3 separate regions of the Sus scrofa genome follow, and regions 2 and 3 are each linked to region 1. Evidence: chromatin contacts called from public promoter capture Hi-C data. All regions are on one chromosome and are shown on one strand. Each heading gives the region's core, a stretch centred on a gene start, on an enhancer-like site or on the middle of the called end of the contact. The rest is flanking DNA. Distances are from core to core; before and after follow the strand shown.

Region 1 (2,973 bases), core at 182-2,681:
TAAAAGGCAGTCAGAAATGGAAACAGCCTTCAGTAGGAGGCAGAGACCTGGGTACTATTCCAAGCATATCCACTGTGCTTGAGTTAGTCACTTAAACTTTCTAGGACTAATTTCTTTCTTCTGTGATTCTGGCATCACCACCCTGCATTGATGTGGGAGTTAAGTAAGAATTTATATGGAACTAGTCATAAATTGTGAAACAAAAGTATGAATAAGTCACAGACTAGGAATCAGAAGCCCTGGATTCTAGTCCGGTTCTCCCTCTGCCACTGTGTGATTCTTTTCAGCAGGTTCACTTTTGAAATCAAAGTGCTGAATTAAATTCATTATTGCTCACAAACATAAAACTGCCCTAAAAAACATACATATGTATGTATATATACACACACACAAACACATGATTAAATATACATGTATATATATATATATGTCCAAAAAAGGCACTCAAACATTTGAGTTTTTGAGTTCTCTCATAAATAGTAAACAAAAAGTGAAGAAGTCCTGGCTATTTGAGGCAATAATGACATACAATTATGAGTTATCCATACCAGAGACACAAACTCTGGATTATTTGGGGATATCTCAACATCACTCTCCAGTTGGCTTAGTGACTTTTACTGTATCCTCACAACACCTCTACTCATTTAAATAGGCAAAACAAGATGAAGCAACTTAAAACGAAAAAAGAGAACTTGGACCTTCGGGGTAAAAACTGATCAGCGGCTGGTTAGGGCGAGGACCGAAGGTCACTAACTAGATGCTGAAAAATCATCCTTTTGCCTCGTGAGCTTGACAGTGGGGCTTTATTATAAAGCCTCACTATGTCCCACTCCGAAACTGGCTGAGAGGTGCCCGTGAGACGCCCGAGTTCGAGACGATCCTCCCAGGCAGCACCCAACTCTGGAGTTCAGTCCCAGGCGAGGCACGGGGTCCCTAAGCCTGAAACCAGGCAGACCCCGGCAGCGGGGAAGCCAGCCCAAGAGCGACCTAGGGCGCGGCTTGTCAGGGGCGTGAGGGGGACCCGCTGTCCCCTCCCCCGACCTCGGAGGGTCAGAGAACAATCCCTCGCGGTTGCTAAGCGCCCGGACACGCCCGCCGCGGGGGCCCGGATAGGGCCTGGATCTCCCCTACATGCCTCGCCGACCCCCAATGGGGCGGGTACGGTTTCTCAGTTCTGTGAGCCAGCCACGCCCTGCCCGAGGGACCCCGCCGGGCGTCCCCGCAGAACCGGGAGCTCCGGGCCGCGCCTCCAGCGTCCCAGTTCCCGGCCGCCGCCCCAGCCCGCGCACCTTGCACAGCTGCTGCCCCTGAGACAGCGCCTCGAAGGGGAAGCGCTGGTGGCACTTGGTGCAGGCGTAGAGCGCCGCCATGTCCGGCCCGGGCCGTGCTCACCGCCCCGCCGGCCCGGCCCGCCGCTTTATCTGACAGTCTGAGGTACAACCTGGCGGCAGGCTGCGGGCTGCGGCAGGCGGGCGGGCCCTCGGGTGCGGGCGGACCAGGGCGGGCGCGGCGGCGCTGAACGCCCGTTCACTGGTTCATTTAGACGTCTATCAAGCACGAAGGGGCGGGACACGGAGCTTCTTACGACTCTGATTCGGTCTGGACTCGAGTACGCCACTTATGACGCGCGCGGCCTCGATTATGTAAAGCGCAGTCACGCGGGGGCGCCGCTGGGAGGGACGGTCTCCCGCCGGGAACCTCGGAAGCGCCTAAGACTCCTCCCACTTCGCTCTCGGTTCCCGCCTTCGCTCCTCCTCTCCCCGGCCGCTGGCGCAACCGCGCTTCTCGCGATACCTCCACGGAGTTGTGAGGTTTCAGTTTCCATGGAGTTGCCCCCTGGCAGCGGGTTGGGTGGAGTGTGTTGCATGGTTGAACCAGACCTCTGTCGCCACCCGGTGCGTGAAGATGAGCTTGTGAGAAGAAGCCTCCATCATCCGGGCAGGAGGGGCCCTCACGGCCCTCCCACTGGAGGGCCAGGAGGGAACCCTGAGAGGCAACTTAGAGGAGTGCCCTCTGAGACCCCTAAAAACGGAAAACTCTAGGGTCGCTGACCTGCAGAGAGAAATAGAGTGGCCCCAGAGAGAGCACCCCTGTGTTGTTTCTACACAGGGCCTTCTGGCTGCTAGAGTGATGACAGCTCCTCTAGGAGGGAGAAGACGGATACTAAGGAGAAGCCTTCCACCTCTGAGAGCCCTCGCGCCCCAGAGGCCCCGTCAGAGTGGGATGCAACTGGTCTGAGGCCTGCTTCCTACTGTGTCTAATCCAGACGCACCCTCAGCTTCTTTCTTGAACTGCCAGGCATTTCCTGGTTAGGCCCGGCCGGAAGGCGAGCTACGCCCTCCTATCCTAGCTACGTGTCCTAACTGCTCCCTGCCTGGGGCATCTAGGGGTAGTCCAAGGAATTGCAAACTTGTGGTTTTTTGTTTGTTTTGTTGCTTGTTTGTTTTTGTCCTATTATGGCCACACCCAGGGCCTATTGAAGTTCCCAGGCTAGGGGTCAAGAATCCGAGTCGCGCGACCACAGTAATGCCAGATCTGAGCTGCGTTTGGGAACGACACCGCAGCTCGAGGCAACATGGGATCCTTTAACCCACTGGGCAAGGCCAGGGATGGAAGCTGCAACCTCATGGATACTAGTGGGTTTCCTTACCACTGAACCACAAGAGGAACTCCCATACTTTTGGTTCTTGAGGCTTTGGCAAAGCTTCCTGCAGTGCTGACCTTTCCAAGTCTCTGCCTATAGCTGCTCTTAGGCTGAGATTAGGTTTAGCTCTGCCAACCGCTTGAACAGTACTAACTGCAATTTTACCTCAACGTGCTTTTTTTTTTTTCCACAGCAACTGAGGGCGCATTTGTGGCTTATAAATCCCTGCCTCCCCAAAATTACTCTCCCTGATATCCAAATCCAGCCCCCCCTCCCCCCCCATTGTGAGTTTGCCCAAAGATGTGTATAATCAAATATTTAGGCGCTGG
Region 2 (2,973 bases), core at 169-2,668, 200 kb before region 1:
CCAGCTAGCTGACACTTGTCACCTGCTCACTCTGCACCAGGACAATGTACAGGCCTCCATTTAATCCCTACACTAGGATCCCTAGAGCAGTGAGTGAATGGACACCTGGAGGGATCACTTGACTTGCCCAAGGCCCTGCCCACAGCTGAAAGGAACTTGGGGGTCTGTTGCCATCCCAACAGAGTTCACCCCAGTCAGGCATGTGCTGGGCACTCTCCCTTCTTCCCTTCACACCAGGCCTGCCAGGCACACTCTCTCTAGATCACTACCTCCTTTTAACAGAGGAGAAAATTGAGGCTCAGAGAAAGGCAGGAATGAGGCCACAGGGAGTAAAGCCAGGACCAGACCCCAAAGAGGCCTGACTCCCAAGTTATGTGCCTCCCTTTCCTCTCAGGGCCTCAGTTTCTTCACCTGTGCCAGGAAGAGTACGGCCGATGAGCGCCGAGGGCTGTCAGTCAAAGTTCTCTTTCATCAGGGACCAGGAGCTCACCTGTAGGTAGAAGCGGCCCCCTAAACTAAGAGGGGCTTAGTTGCCTCTCCTTGGTCCCAGTCCTCTCCTTTCCGCCCCCTTCCCTAGGTCAAGGCTCTCACCTTACTACCAGCCCAGCTTCGGGAGGTGACGCCGACCTCCGTTCCTCCTCCCCTTTCCCCGAGGGCGGGCCACTCACCTGTACAGGTAGCCCAGCTGCAGGAGGTGCAACAGCGCCAGGCGCTGGCCTGGGGGCTGCGACGCGTGCAGGCCGGTGGGGTCGGTGCGCAGCCAGACCCAGCTGAAGAACTGCAGCGCGACCGAGGCGAGGCCCAAGAGCGCCAGCACTAGCGCGGCCCACAGGTAGCGACCGCTAAGCACATACTGGCTCGCCGCCCACAGGTCGGCGCCCAGGTCGATCAGGAAGGCGAGGGTGCCCAAAACGCCCAGGACCAGGTCCCTGAAGAGCACGGCGTGGAGCGACCAGGGCATGACCCGCCAGCTTCTCCCGCTCCTTCTCTTCTGAGCTTGGACCCTCCCTCCCCGCCCCGGGCCGCAGTGGCAGGAAAGAGGCGGGCACAGCCCTCCGGGCCGCCCAGACCCGTGCCGCTGGGCGGGACTTCCTCGTCCCGCAGCGTCCGGGGAGGAGCCAAGCTCGCAGACCCCGCGGTCGCTGCAACAGCCGACCCACCGGTCCCTGGCGCTGCAACCTCCCTGGAGATCCCGAACCCCGCTAAGCCCTGAGGGCCCCGAGGACCGCTGGGCTGGAAGACCGAGCATCCGAGGCGCAATGCCCTTAGTTTAGCAGCTTCTAATCGCCTTGTTTCATATTTGAGGCTCCTGGAGGCGAAAATGGCCTGGAGATTAACGCCCGGACTAGAACTGCGATGTCTCCCGTCTGCATTGTTTCAAAACAAAGCAGCAAAGCTCAAAGGCCGGTTCCGACCCATGATTGCAGGACTTCGCCAGTTATGGCTGGAGTCCAGACCGTGTGCCAGGGGAGACCGAGGGCACTGGATCAACCAGGCGCATCTTCCTGGCAGCTCATTTTACTCCGATTATCCGAATGGGAGGAGGGCAGGACGTTCAATAACTGCGCATGGGAGTTGCTTTAAACATGATTTACTAATTAAAAGGAATAATGCACAGACTAATATGCACGACAGGCATTGTGCTTTGGATAAATGGAACTTGAAAGAAATGTGCTTCTGGTGGTGCATTTGGTGCATCATTTCCTGTTCGGCTGTCCGTCCTAGTTCATTCTGCGAACGCGAGGGAAAGGGTGGAAAAGTCCAGCACTCGAGAGTGATGCTGCCCCCATTTCCTCAGGCGAGACCTGTCATCCGACCTGCGGCGCCCCAGGTCACCACCGCAGGAGCAGCGCGCGCAGGCCCAGCAGCGCCGCCAGCAGGAGCGCGAGGCAGGGCGCGTGCGCGACGCCGGGGTCACGCAGGCAGGCGGCGTACGCATCGAAGGCCACCTCGCGCAGCGCGCACACGTGCTCGACGCGGCAGGCCTCATCGCAGGGCTGCGGTTCGTAGCTGACCGAGTTGTAGTCGTAGTAGCGCTGCAGCACGTCCTTGTTGCTGGCTATGCGGCCCAGCGCCGCGTGCATGGAACCGGCCCCTGCGTCGGCACCCCGTAGGCCTCCGTCAACCGGTACTCAGGCTCCCAGCGCGGTGTCCCCTGCTCGTTCGCCTGGCTCAGGTTCAAGAAGTAGGTCACCATGTCCTGCAGAAGGGCGCGAAGCAGACAGGCCGTGAGCAGCTGGCCGCTTCTGCCCCTAATCCTCTACCTTGCATTCGCCCCCCAGATTCTAAACAGCCCCAGTCATAAGTGCTATTAGTTATTGAGCATTAACTATTTCCGAGGTATGCTTGGCAGACATTCTCTGATTGAAACTGGTAAGCTAACTGTACTTATTATCCTCGTTTCACAAATGAGAAAGCTAAGTCCCAAAGAAGTTAATTTCGGGAGTTCCCCTGGTGGCTCAGCAGTTAACAAACCCGACTAGTATCCATGAGGAGGCGGGTCCCATCCCTGGCCTCGCTCAGTGGGTTAAGGATCCTGGGTTAAGGATCCGGCGTTGCCTTGAGCTGTGGTGTAGGTTGCAGATGTGGCTCGGATCCTGTGGTGTAGGCGGCAGCTACAGCTCCGATCGGACCCCTAGCCTGGGAACCTTCATATGCCGCGGGTGCAGCCCTAAAAAACAACAAAAAAAAGAAGTTAATTTATTTGGTCAGGGTCCCATTCCACAGGGGTTCAGGAGCTGAGGCAGGATTGGAATCCAGGTTTTTTACCCCATGGCCTGTGCATTTTCTCATCAGGCAAGCTCCTAAGTACACAGAAAATTCTCAATAAATATTTACAGAATTAATGGATTAAAAGCAATTCAAATCAGTGGAAATCAACTATACTTCAATAAAGAAAAAAAAATATCTCAACCAAAAAAAAAAAAAAGAAAAAAAAGGCAGGAGAATGTAATGCCTGACTGAGCCAGGTTA
Region 3 (2,973 bases), core at 212-2,711, 180 kb before region 1:
GCAAGGCTAGGGATCGAACCCGCAACCTCATGGTTCCTAGTGGGATTCATTAACCACTGAGCCACAACAGGAACTCTGGCATTTGGGCTTCTAAGAAAACATTTAAAAGTGAAGGAGTCAGGGGGTGAGTGAAGATTTTTTCAGTCAGTCCTAAACCTCCAGTCAGCCTGGCGAGGCCCTGAGTCTGCTTTATTATTCTCCATAACACTTGTTATTTCCTGGAATACGTATTTTCTTTTCTTTTCTTTTTTTCTTTTTTTTTTTTTTTTTTTTTTTTTCTTTTTAGGGCCACACCCGTGGCATATGGAGGTTCCCAGGCTAGGGGTCTAATCGGAGCTTCAGCTGCCGGCCTACACCACAGCCACAGCAACGTGGGATCCTTAACCCACTGAGCACAGGCCAGGGATCGAATCTGCATCCTTATGGATGCTAGTCAGATTCGTTTCCGCTGAGCCACGATTGGAACTCCCTGGAATATGTATTTTCTTGTTGGCATGTCTTTTGGTCTGTTTCTCCCCCAGTGGAGAAATGCTTCACCAAGACTGAGACTTTGTTTCTTCTCATTTCTGCCACATCCCTGGTTCCTAGAATAGCCCATGATCCATGAAGGCCCCCAACCAATATGTGTTGAATGATTCATGAATCTGCCTGCCACCCTCTACCTCTATCAGCTGTCTGGCTTTTATGTACCCACACCTCTTAACAATGTCACTGTCCCTCTTGGGGCCAGCTGTCACCCCCACTTAAAATCTTCAGGCTCTATAAGAAAAGTATATATGTATAACTGGGTCACTTCGCTCTACAGCAGAAATTGGCACACAATATTGTAAATCAAATATACTTTCTTTTTTCTTTTTTCTTTTTGGGGCTGCTCCTGTGGCACATGGAAGTTCCCAGGCTAGGGGTCGACTCGGAGTGGCAGCTGCTGGCCTACACCACAGCTCATGATAATGCCACTGCACTGAGTTAAGGAAACTGCAACGTCATGGATACTAGTCGGGTTTGTTACTGCTGAGCCGCTATGGGAACTCCTCAAGTCTGCTTTAATAAAAAAAAAAATCTTCAGGCTCAAACAGCACCCCCACCACTCGCTAACTCTCTCACCCAGCCTCCCTGCCCAGCTCCCTGCCTTGCTATTTTAAGCAGTCTTTTAGCTTTCCGTGGGCAGTTTCTAGCAGCCCTCAACCCTAAGTTCAGAGTACAAAACAGAGAGATCACAGGCATTCGCAGTGCCTACCTTGTCCAGCTCTGGTGACTCCCCAGTGGGCCAGGAAAATCAGCAGCACAGGCAGCCTCATTCTTGGGGCTTGCCTCACGGAAACGTGGGGTCCTCCTGGAGCTGTCATTCGAGCCACGGGCTTCCTAAATAGGTGTTGGTGGCCACGAGCCAGAGCAGAACTTTCTGTCCTGCCACTGGGTGTACCAAATCACGGGAGGCGTCTGGCTCCTCTGACTTTTCATCCTTTGCCCAGCGGGGTGTGAGCGGGGTTTGCCCAAAGAGCTGCACCTGCCAGGCCTTTGGACTCTGAAGTTGGAAGCAGCACCCGTCCTGCCAGTTCTTCAGAGCATGTCAGTCCAGTCAGCAACTGGATTTTCTGGGAAACGCACCCGACTCCAGTCGCTCGCTGACAGGCAAATACCTACTTCAGAGTTTCCGTGTTGTATCATGCCCACAGAACAAACAGACCAGTATTAAATGTCTGGCCTTTGCCATCACAGGAACTTAGCTGCTAGTTGGAGATAGACATGCTTGACCACAGAGGAAACAAGACTTGAGTCATCTGCTCATTTATGCCAGGAACCAGGTCCCAGGGAAATGGCGGGGGCCCAGGGCAGGCCCTGCCCTCCAGAGGGCAGTAAACCACTGGACTGCAGTTCAGCGTGTTAGGTGGCTTGACAAGCCCAGATGAGAGATCTAACCTTCTGGGGAAAGTGACAGGAGGTGACTGGGAGGAGGTGACACAGGCTTCATCTCTTTTTTTATTTTTTACTTTTTTATTTTAAGGGCGGCCCCTGGGTCATAGGAAAGTTCCCAGGCTAGGGGTCAAATCAGAGCTATAGCCTCTGGCCTACACTGCAGCCACAGCAACTCAGGATCTGAGTCACATCTGCAACCCACACCATAGCTCAAGTCAACGTCGGATCCTTAACCCACTAAGTGAGACCAACTTCGTGGAAACTAATCGGGTTTGTTAACACTGAGCCACAATGGGAACCCCTCTTCTTTTATATTCAAAATTGATAAACATATTCAGAAGTAGAGAAAATTGTGTAAGGAACCCCCAGTACCCATCCTCCAGCAACCCTAGTTATGAACTCGTAGCCAGTCTTACTTTATCTGCACTCTAACCCAATCCCATTGAATTATTTAAAGAAAATTCCAGGGAGCATGTCGTTTTGCCCATAAACACTTTAGTATATATCTCAAAAAATAAGGACTCTTTTATTAAAAGAATGCATATGTATATATGCGTGTGTGTGTGTGTGTGATGGAATCACTTTGCTGTACAGCAGAACTTTTTTTTTTTTTTTTTTTTTTTTGCTTTTTAGGGCTGCACCTGCTGCATATGTAAGTTCTCAGGTTAGGGGTCCAATTGAAGGTGCAGTTACCTGCCTACACTACAGCCACAGCAATGCAGGATTCAAACCGCATCTTCAACCTACACTGCTTCTCACAGCAACGCCATATCCCTGACACACTGAGCGAAGCCAGGAATCAAACCTGCATCCTCATGGATACTAGTTGTGTTCATTACCACTGAGCTACAATGGGAACACCTCACACAGTGTTAGTAATCAAATAGACTTCAATAGAAAAAAAATGTAGTCAGAAAGCCTTGAATGGAGAGCTCTCACTCAGATACCACTCATTCCGGCCTTCATGAACAGCAGGAAGAAGGAAAATGAGAATGTTATTTTTCATCTGGTACAAGAGAGGACATTTTCACATAAGAATTTTGTCTCTTGCTTGAA

What was found. Promoter capture Hi-C pulls out the DNA fragments that hold promoters and counts their contacts.
Region 2: a contact with region 1 is called in a promoter capture Hi-C map of fetal liver, with 2.1 times the contacts expected there. The contact joins the promoter of XKR8 here to the promoter of FAM76A in region 1. A contact is called at or near these places in 1 of 5 promoter capture datasets (fetal liver) and 1 of 2 datasets of contacts at active chromatin or transcription factors (alveolar macrophages).
Region 3: a promoter capture Hi-C map of liver shows a contact between it and region 1, with 4 times the contacts expected there. The contact joins the promoter of SMPDL3B here to the promoter of FAM76A in region 1. A contact is called at or near these places in 1 of 5 promoter capture datasets (liver), 1 of 47 Hi-C or Micro-C datasets (epiblast stem cells) and 1 of 2 datasets of contacts at active chromatin or transcription factors (alveolar macrophages).

What each region holds. Positions count from the first base shown.
Region 1 is chr6:84,878,552-84,881,524 of Sscrofa11.1, reverse strand. It overlaps FAM76A (family with sequence similarity 76 member A), which reads right to left and starts at 1,431. Exons shown (of 5, transcript NM_001243460.1): 1 at 1,290-1,431. The coding sequence starts at 1,370.
Region 2 is chr6:85,083,086-85,086,058 of Sscrofa11.1, reverse strand. It overlaps XKR8 (XK-related protein 8), which reads right to left and starts at 1,418. Exons shown (of 3, transcript XM_003127736.4): 1 at 669-1,418. The coding sequence starts at 1,249. SMPDL3B (acid sphingomyelinase-like phosphodiesterase 3b) reads right to left here. Exons shown (of 9, transcript XM_003127737.5): 8 at 2,104-2,200; 9 at 1,576-2,101. The coding sequence ends at 1,833.
Region 3 is chr6:85,059,127-85,062,099 of Sscrofa11.1, reverse strand. It overlaps SMPDL3B (acid sphingomyelinase-like phosphodiesterase 3b), which reads right to left and starts at 1,461. Exons shown (of 9, transcript XM_003127737.5): 1 at 1,238-1,461. The coding sequence starts at 1,346.